2 separate regions of the Anser cygnoides genome follow, and region 1 is linked to region 2. A link is a contact called in public Hi-C data. All regions are on one chromosome and are shown on one strand. The core of a region is the stretch at or near the end of the contact, and the rest is flanking DNA. Distances in the headings are between cores, read along the strand shown. Region 1 holds the start of ERCC6L2 (ERCC excision repair 6 like 2). Region 2 holds the start of SLC35D2 (solute carrier family 35 member D2).

Region 1 (3,145 bases), core at 330-2,829, 190 kb after region 2:
TCCACCCCACACCCTGTGCCCTGTACATAAGGCTCTACATACCTTCAGTCATGCCCGAAGATCCTCCCCGAAATTTGAAGCTCAAGTATATCTTTCTGAGGCAAAGGCTGATGTACAGACAGCACATTCAACAAATCACATACAATCTCTTAAACTTTAAGGTATTTGTACTGTCTTACACACATGCCTAAATCCATGAAAAAAAAAAAAAAGAGGGAGAGAGCATATGACTTTCTCCCCTTAGCATTTGAATCTTTGGGCAATTTCTCAAAACTGAGAAGCAAGACTGAAATATGAAACTAGTGATACCCAGCTCAGTACTAAATATGCAAAATAGAATTTAAAATACATGAGTATTTCCGATTTTACTTTCTTTTTCAGTAATATCTGTGACATGTAGCATTTGAAGACACTCAGGTTAAAGCTATGATAAGATGACAGTGCCTTAGTTGCTAAGTCATTTACTTCAGTTTTACGAGTCACTTCTGACTTGACAGAATTAGAGTTCCAGGTGCAAAGCAGAATAGAGAGTATTGGACAGTAACTTCAGAAATACAAAACTCCAGACCTAGTAAGCAAGAAGAAAAATGGGAAAAATGGCAAAATAATGGTATTAAGAATACCACCGCTACAAGATTCCAGAAAATAACGCTGTACAAGCTGAAGTAAGAACTGCTACTTCAACTAGCCTGATTCACTACCTTCTTTTTTTGGAACCAGAAAACAATCATTTATGTAGGGTAAAACCTTTACAGATGACAAAAATTATCCAGTATGGCTTCCAAGTATAGATGCAGCACACTTGCCATCCATGGAAAAAGAGAACATTTAAGATGCTTGCCTATATCTATCCCATCACCACTTATGAGAAAATGCAAAGCGTAACGGCCTACTGTCACTCACGAGCCCACTTTAACAACTATTATTGTAGAAAACAGGCAAAATCACTGCGAATCCTCTGTAAATACTGAGGTTGAACCACTTAATGTAAAGCGCGAAGTTTTTACACTCCGACAACCTACCTTCAGAGCACACTCAACACACTACGAAGCAAAGCCACGACTTTTCCTAAAAGTCCTAAAAATTGCTAAACGTTGGAGGCTAATATAAACGTTGTCTTCCAAAAAGATGACGAAGCAGGGAGCTTCGGGTTCACTTAAACACACACTACCCCTTATCCAAAGGAAAAATAATAAACAATAAGTCCAGGACAAGGCCGTTCGTCTCAAAAATAACCGTCTCTCAGAGCCTCCCCCGTCACCCCCGACACCCCCCCCCCACCCTCAGCGACCCCCGGCCCCGGGACGCCCCGGCCGCCAGCCCTCACCTGCGGTCGCCTCGCACATCCCGGCCGCGGGGCCGCGCCTCAAGCTCCCCGGGGGCGGCCGCGGGGACGACACCGCCCGCTTCGCCCCGGGCAGGACGGGCCCGGCGGAGCGCTCCGGAGCCCGGCGGGACGCCCGGAGGGACGCCCAGGAGGGCCCGGAGCCGCGGCGGCCATCTTGGGGCCCGGCACCACCCCGCGGGGCACGGCCAGGCCGCGGGAAGGGTGTGGGGGGGGAACCGGGAGGGGGAGAGGGGGTGACGGGAGGGGGAGATCTCGCGAGAAGTGCGGGGCTGGCGGGGCCGCGGCGCTAAGCATCGCGAGGTTTGGGGGTTGTGTCGCGAAAGGAGGGGCGGAGAGGGGACGGTGGGGCGGTGTGTTAGGCTCGTGGTCCTCTGAGGCATGAGCGTGGGAGGTATCCCTGAGACAATAAAGTGCGTATCAGGCACCGCATATATTGGGGGAGATTGTTCGAAAATACACCACTAATAAAAGACATTGTCTTAAAAATACCCATGTAGTCTTGTAGTTACCTGCATTGGTTCTAAAGGAATGTGACAAGAACCATCACAAAACCAAGGCTGAGAACAGCACCACGTTTCAGATTTTGGAGCTTTGGCAAAATAATTACACTAACCCCACTGCGACCTCACATACTTAACAAACCTCAGCCCTCAGAACGTCTTAGATCAGCAAGAATATAAGCTGTGATTCTAAGGCAAACTTTTAAAGGGGATCATGCTTGAAGATAAAGGTTTGTTTATACCACAAGGTGTTTATTTAATTAATATTATGTTGCATTTGATTCTTCTACAGAGATATTTGTACTTAATAAGGATTCTTCCCAGCAGAGTACATCTGTTATTTTACTGTAATAAATACAGTATCATAGTTCCCCAATAGGAGGAAATAAGAAATAGGTTAAAATCCTTAAACACTTTAAATCTTAAACACTTTAATTCTTCTAACAGCGACTAACATTCTGACTACACTCCAATGGTCCCATTCAGTGGTAAGACTTCAGTGGCTTATCTGGAGCCAGAATTGCACGTGAAAACCCAACTGATGTTACTCGGATGAGTCTCTATTACACTTAGGTATGCTCTTGTAACTTTTCTTAAGATGGCCAACAAAGGGAGGAAAGCATCCTTACTTAGCTTTTTAGTTGGTTAGCTTTTATCTCATCAGATAGCTTTCCTCTGCTGTTAAAATTCCTCTCACAAATTACAAGCAGTTTCTGTAACTTTACAACACTTCAGGGAAAAAAATATTAAATAAATAAACATAAAAAATGGAAGCTGGACAGAGAGAGAGAACTTCTTTCACCAGGACATTCCTTCCTTGTAGGACCAGGCCCATCATGAAAATGTTTTCAGAAGTCAGTGAATTAATTACTTATGTAATCTATCTGTTACAGCTTTTAGAATATAGAAGTCCTTCCAGGAAATCATTCTAGCTCAAGTTAGAAGCTAGGATATTAAAAATATCTCACACCATGTTTCTGCAGGAAAAGATTTGTAAGATTTTATTTTGAAAAGCAGTTGATATTACTGAAAAGTTCAATATATCCAAACTCCATATGACAATTGGAACTTTGCTCATATTTAATTTTAGATCTCATAAGACTAAGTGTTAGACTCAGGTAATAACCAAAATGAATAGGATAATGGGGATAAGCACTTGGAAAAGATGTGCTGTATCCCTGAAAGCATTTCACATGTAACTTTTGGCTTTCCTGTTCAGTCTTCTTTGACACAGAGAGGAAATAAACTAATTGATGTGTATCTAAAAAGGGCAGCTTAGTTACTTTTTACAGCATCC
Region 2 (3,434 bases), core at 360-2,859:
AAAATGTTTAGTGGGATGTTTTGTTACTTCATGAATGTTGCATACTTTTGAATACCATTGTCTTATGGTAATCTGTTTCTGCATTTTGTTTGGAAGGCAACCAGAGATTTGTAATATGCTAACAAGGCGTTGTCTTCAAATTGAACTTTTTTTTTGCAGTTGAGGGGATACTGCTTTAGGGGATATTAATAATACATTTACTGACCTGCTTGCTTTTAACTCTTCCTTCTCATTGAAGGTCAGGAAATTCAGATGAGAAGGGAAGCCACTTTCCCTCTTGTTTAAGCAAGAGGAAAATAGCATTTTATCAATCACTTGATACAGACTGACTAGATGCCTATAGCTGTTCCAGAATAGTAAGTCTACTTTTCCACCAGAAACTGCAAGTGTTGGATTATGTTCTTTGATGGTTGATAACCTGTTGTGGTAGAAAATTGTATTAATCATTAATCATTGTTTAACATCATATGTTGATGATGCACTTGACTAAGGAGACATTGAATATTTAAACAAAAACCACCACCAACAAAACAAACAAGATTGCGTTTGTGGAATGTAATTAATTTTGTACCAGTTATACGGTTTAACTTCTGTTTTCAGCTGGCATCAGGCTCATTTGTTTTAAGTCTTTTTGGGCTTAAAAGTATGAAACACTTTGGAGTCATTCTGGGCTCCTTAGCCTATGTAAAATTGGTAATTCAGGGTATAGGTCTAGAATGTGACAAATTGGTTTTTACTGTTCAGGTGACTACATGCAAAGACTCTGATCTCAAAATGAGCCCTAAGTATAAGTCTGTTGTATTACTGAGTTGTAACTTGTAATTGTTTGAGTAGTGTTTCACAGGGCTCAAGATCTCCAGCACTGTTGTAATCACCAGCTGGTTGCAGACTTGAAGTCATATAACTTCACGGGTTGATTTTATTTTCTTCAATCAGCTGTAAGGTTTTGGACAACTTGCAGAATATTTTTCACTATGACAAGCATGCTGAACTCTACTTCCCTGTAGAGAAGATTCAGACAGTTCAAGCTGTTTTGTGTAGTGAGAAGTTTCGGGTAAGATACCAAGTTAAAAAACTAAGGTGTGAAAGACTGCTTTTTGTATTATAAAGAAGTGATTACACACAAGAATCTTGAAGATTAAATTGTTGTTTGGCATGACTTAACAGCAGAAGAGTGAATGTGCCGTCAGTTCAATAGATGCTTTAAATAAAGAGTTGGTTTAATTTTAAAATTCTGTGTGTGTGTGTGCGCTGTTTATAGTAATTCTTAATGTTTCCATTCTTCCTTGTTCTTATAATCCCATCTGCCTGACCGGTCACAGAACACAGAGGACCCGTGTCCCCCTTGTTGTTCTGTCGTGTTTCCCTCCCCCTCCCGCCCCCGCCATTTCTCAACATTTTGGTTGCTTATGGGCAACTGGAACACACCTGTGCTCCCGTGGAACCCTTTTCTGAGGAGATGGGTTAAAAATAAAGCAGACCGGTGCCAGGCTTTGACAGGCGCTGCCTTGCTGTGAAGCGCAGAGCCGCCGCTTACAGCTCCGGGCTGGCGGCGGCTCCGGGGGAGGGCTCCGCGTACCCGGCGCCGCCTCAGCTCGCTCCGCCAGGGGACGCCCTGCGGCCGCCGCCGCTCGTCCGGGCGGTCGGGCGGCCCTTCCCCGCGGGCCGGGCCGTGCCGGGCCGTGCCGTGCCGGCTGCCCCGAGCTGCTGCCCGGGGCGGGGCCGTGCCCGCCGCTCGCCCGCCATGAGCAGCGGGCAGGCCGCGGAGGGGGCCCCCGCCGCCTCCCCCGCGGTCTCGGCGGTGCCCAGGCTGCTGTCTGCCCTCTTCTACGGGACGTGCTCCTTCCTCATCGTGCTGGTCAACAAGGCCCTGCTCAGCGCGTACAGGTGAGCGCCCCGCGGCTCGGCACTCCCCAGCAGTGAAGGTCGGGGCCCCGCGGCCGAGCGACTCCTCGGCTGGCGGCTGCCAGCTGTGATCCTGCTGCCGGTGCTGGCAGTCACGCTGCCTTCCTGGAAGCGCCTCGCTTTTATAAGGTAGCCGAAGATAAAAGCTGCTGAGCCCGAGAAGATCCCCGAATTGTAAAAACACCTTTGACGTGGTGGGGAGGCAGTCCCTTACCGAATCACAGACCTGCAGCAGCGAGCTGTTCACCGTTAATATTCTTCGCTTAGTTTGCTTCGTTTTTGCTGTCTTTTAGCTCACGGTGGGCCAAGAACAGACACAAAACTGAACACGCAGAAAAAGGAAAAAAAAAATAAATCTAGCTGTTACTTTCTAACATGTAGGAGCTGTATATTGTGTCTCCCAAAAAATGATCTGTGAGGCAACTTACGGTTTTGTTTCCTAGTGGTTTTCATCCTACAGTCTGCAGCTCCCTGTAAATCCCTGGTGTACCTCTGGCACGTCCACGACAGATAATCAAAGACAGCATGGCCATCACTAAACCTGAATTTTGTACAACGAGCTTACGGCATTGCTGGGAACTTCTAGGGCTCTACAAGACCAAAAAGATTTGGAGAAATCTGTGTAGTACATGTGAACGAAGTCTTCACATCTATGTGTTGCAGCTATAAGTACAAACTAAAATACAGTTTAGATGTCACGTGATTATAAAGTCCTGTTTCTTCTGCTCTTTTTTTTTTTTTTTTTTTTTTTTTTTTTGGGTCTGCTAATACCTGCTTCCTGGAACCTCTTTCACTGCTGGCAGTTCTTGTCCTTTATTTGTGTTATGACTCCAGTGTCCCTAAGGCCTTCCTGCTGTGCTTCAGAGTGTTTCTTTCTTTTGTTAATGCTGTGTTCCTGTCCCAGTGGTGCTCACTGGAGAGATACAGCGCACCAAGCAGCTCGTGGTAGCCTCTGTGTTAAATCACTGCAATCTCAAGGAATTTGTGATAATGGAAAATTACAGAGCTCATTGAGAAGGTACACCCCTTATTGGGCATTTGTTTGTACAGGTGTGCACAGAGGATGAAACTGATTTTATTTCAGATTCCCTAGATGCAGATTTGTGCGTGACCATCCCTGACAATGCAGTCCAACAAAATGCTGCATGGCTCTTTGGAGGAAGCAACTGTTTGTTAGGTTTGGGGAGCTCCTTGGCACCTGAGGATTCTGGTCAGGGAGGCTCCAAACACATCGCTGGTTATAACATAAAGGAGACAACCATACTAAATAATTTATTTGCTCGAATTTCGTTATGCATACAAAAAATTAGCTGTTGCTACTGCATTTTTTTTTTTCGATGTAGATTTAGGGGGAAAAATGGAGACTCTCAAATTCTTGGGGTGTCCTAAAGTTTCTGCTTTCTTAATGGTCAAGCATCTGTGCTTTGAGCAGGAGCCAACTGAAAGGGTACGGTAGGAATTTAGCCATTTTAGCAGACAATAGGTGTTTCTACAATATTTACATAAGATTTTTTTTTTTTACAAGTACA

What was found. A called contact is a pair of places that touch in the nucleus more often than the background predicts.
Region 1: a Hi-C map of liver shows a contact between it and region 2, with 1.7 times the contacts expected there. The contact joins the promoter of ERCC6L2 here to the promoter of SLC35D2 in region 2. A contact is called at or near these places in 2 of 7 Hi-C or Micro-C datasets (both in liver).

Annotation. Positions count from the first base shown.
Region 1 is chrZ:41,086,917-41,090,061 of Taihu_goose_T2T_genome, forward strand. It overlaps ERCC6L2 (ERCC excision repair 6 like 2), which reads right to left and starts at 1,580. Exons shown (of 18, transcript XM_048080506.2): 1 at 1,328-1,580. The coding sequence starts at 1,346.
Region 2 is chrZ:40,895,757-40,899,190 of Taihu_goose_T2T_genome, forward strand. It overlaps SLC35D2 (solute carrier family 35 member D2), which reads left to right and starts at 1,610. Exons shown (of 13, transcript XM_013198778.3): 1 at 1,610-1,887. The coding sequence starts at 1,745. ZNF367 (zinc finger protein 367) reads left to right here. Exons shown (of 5, transcript XM_066988695.1): 5 at 1-1,232.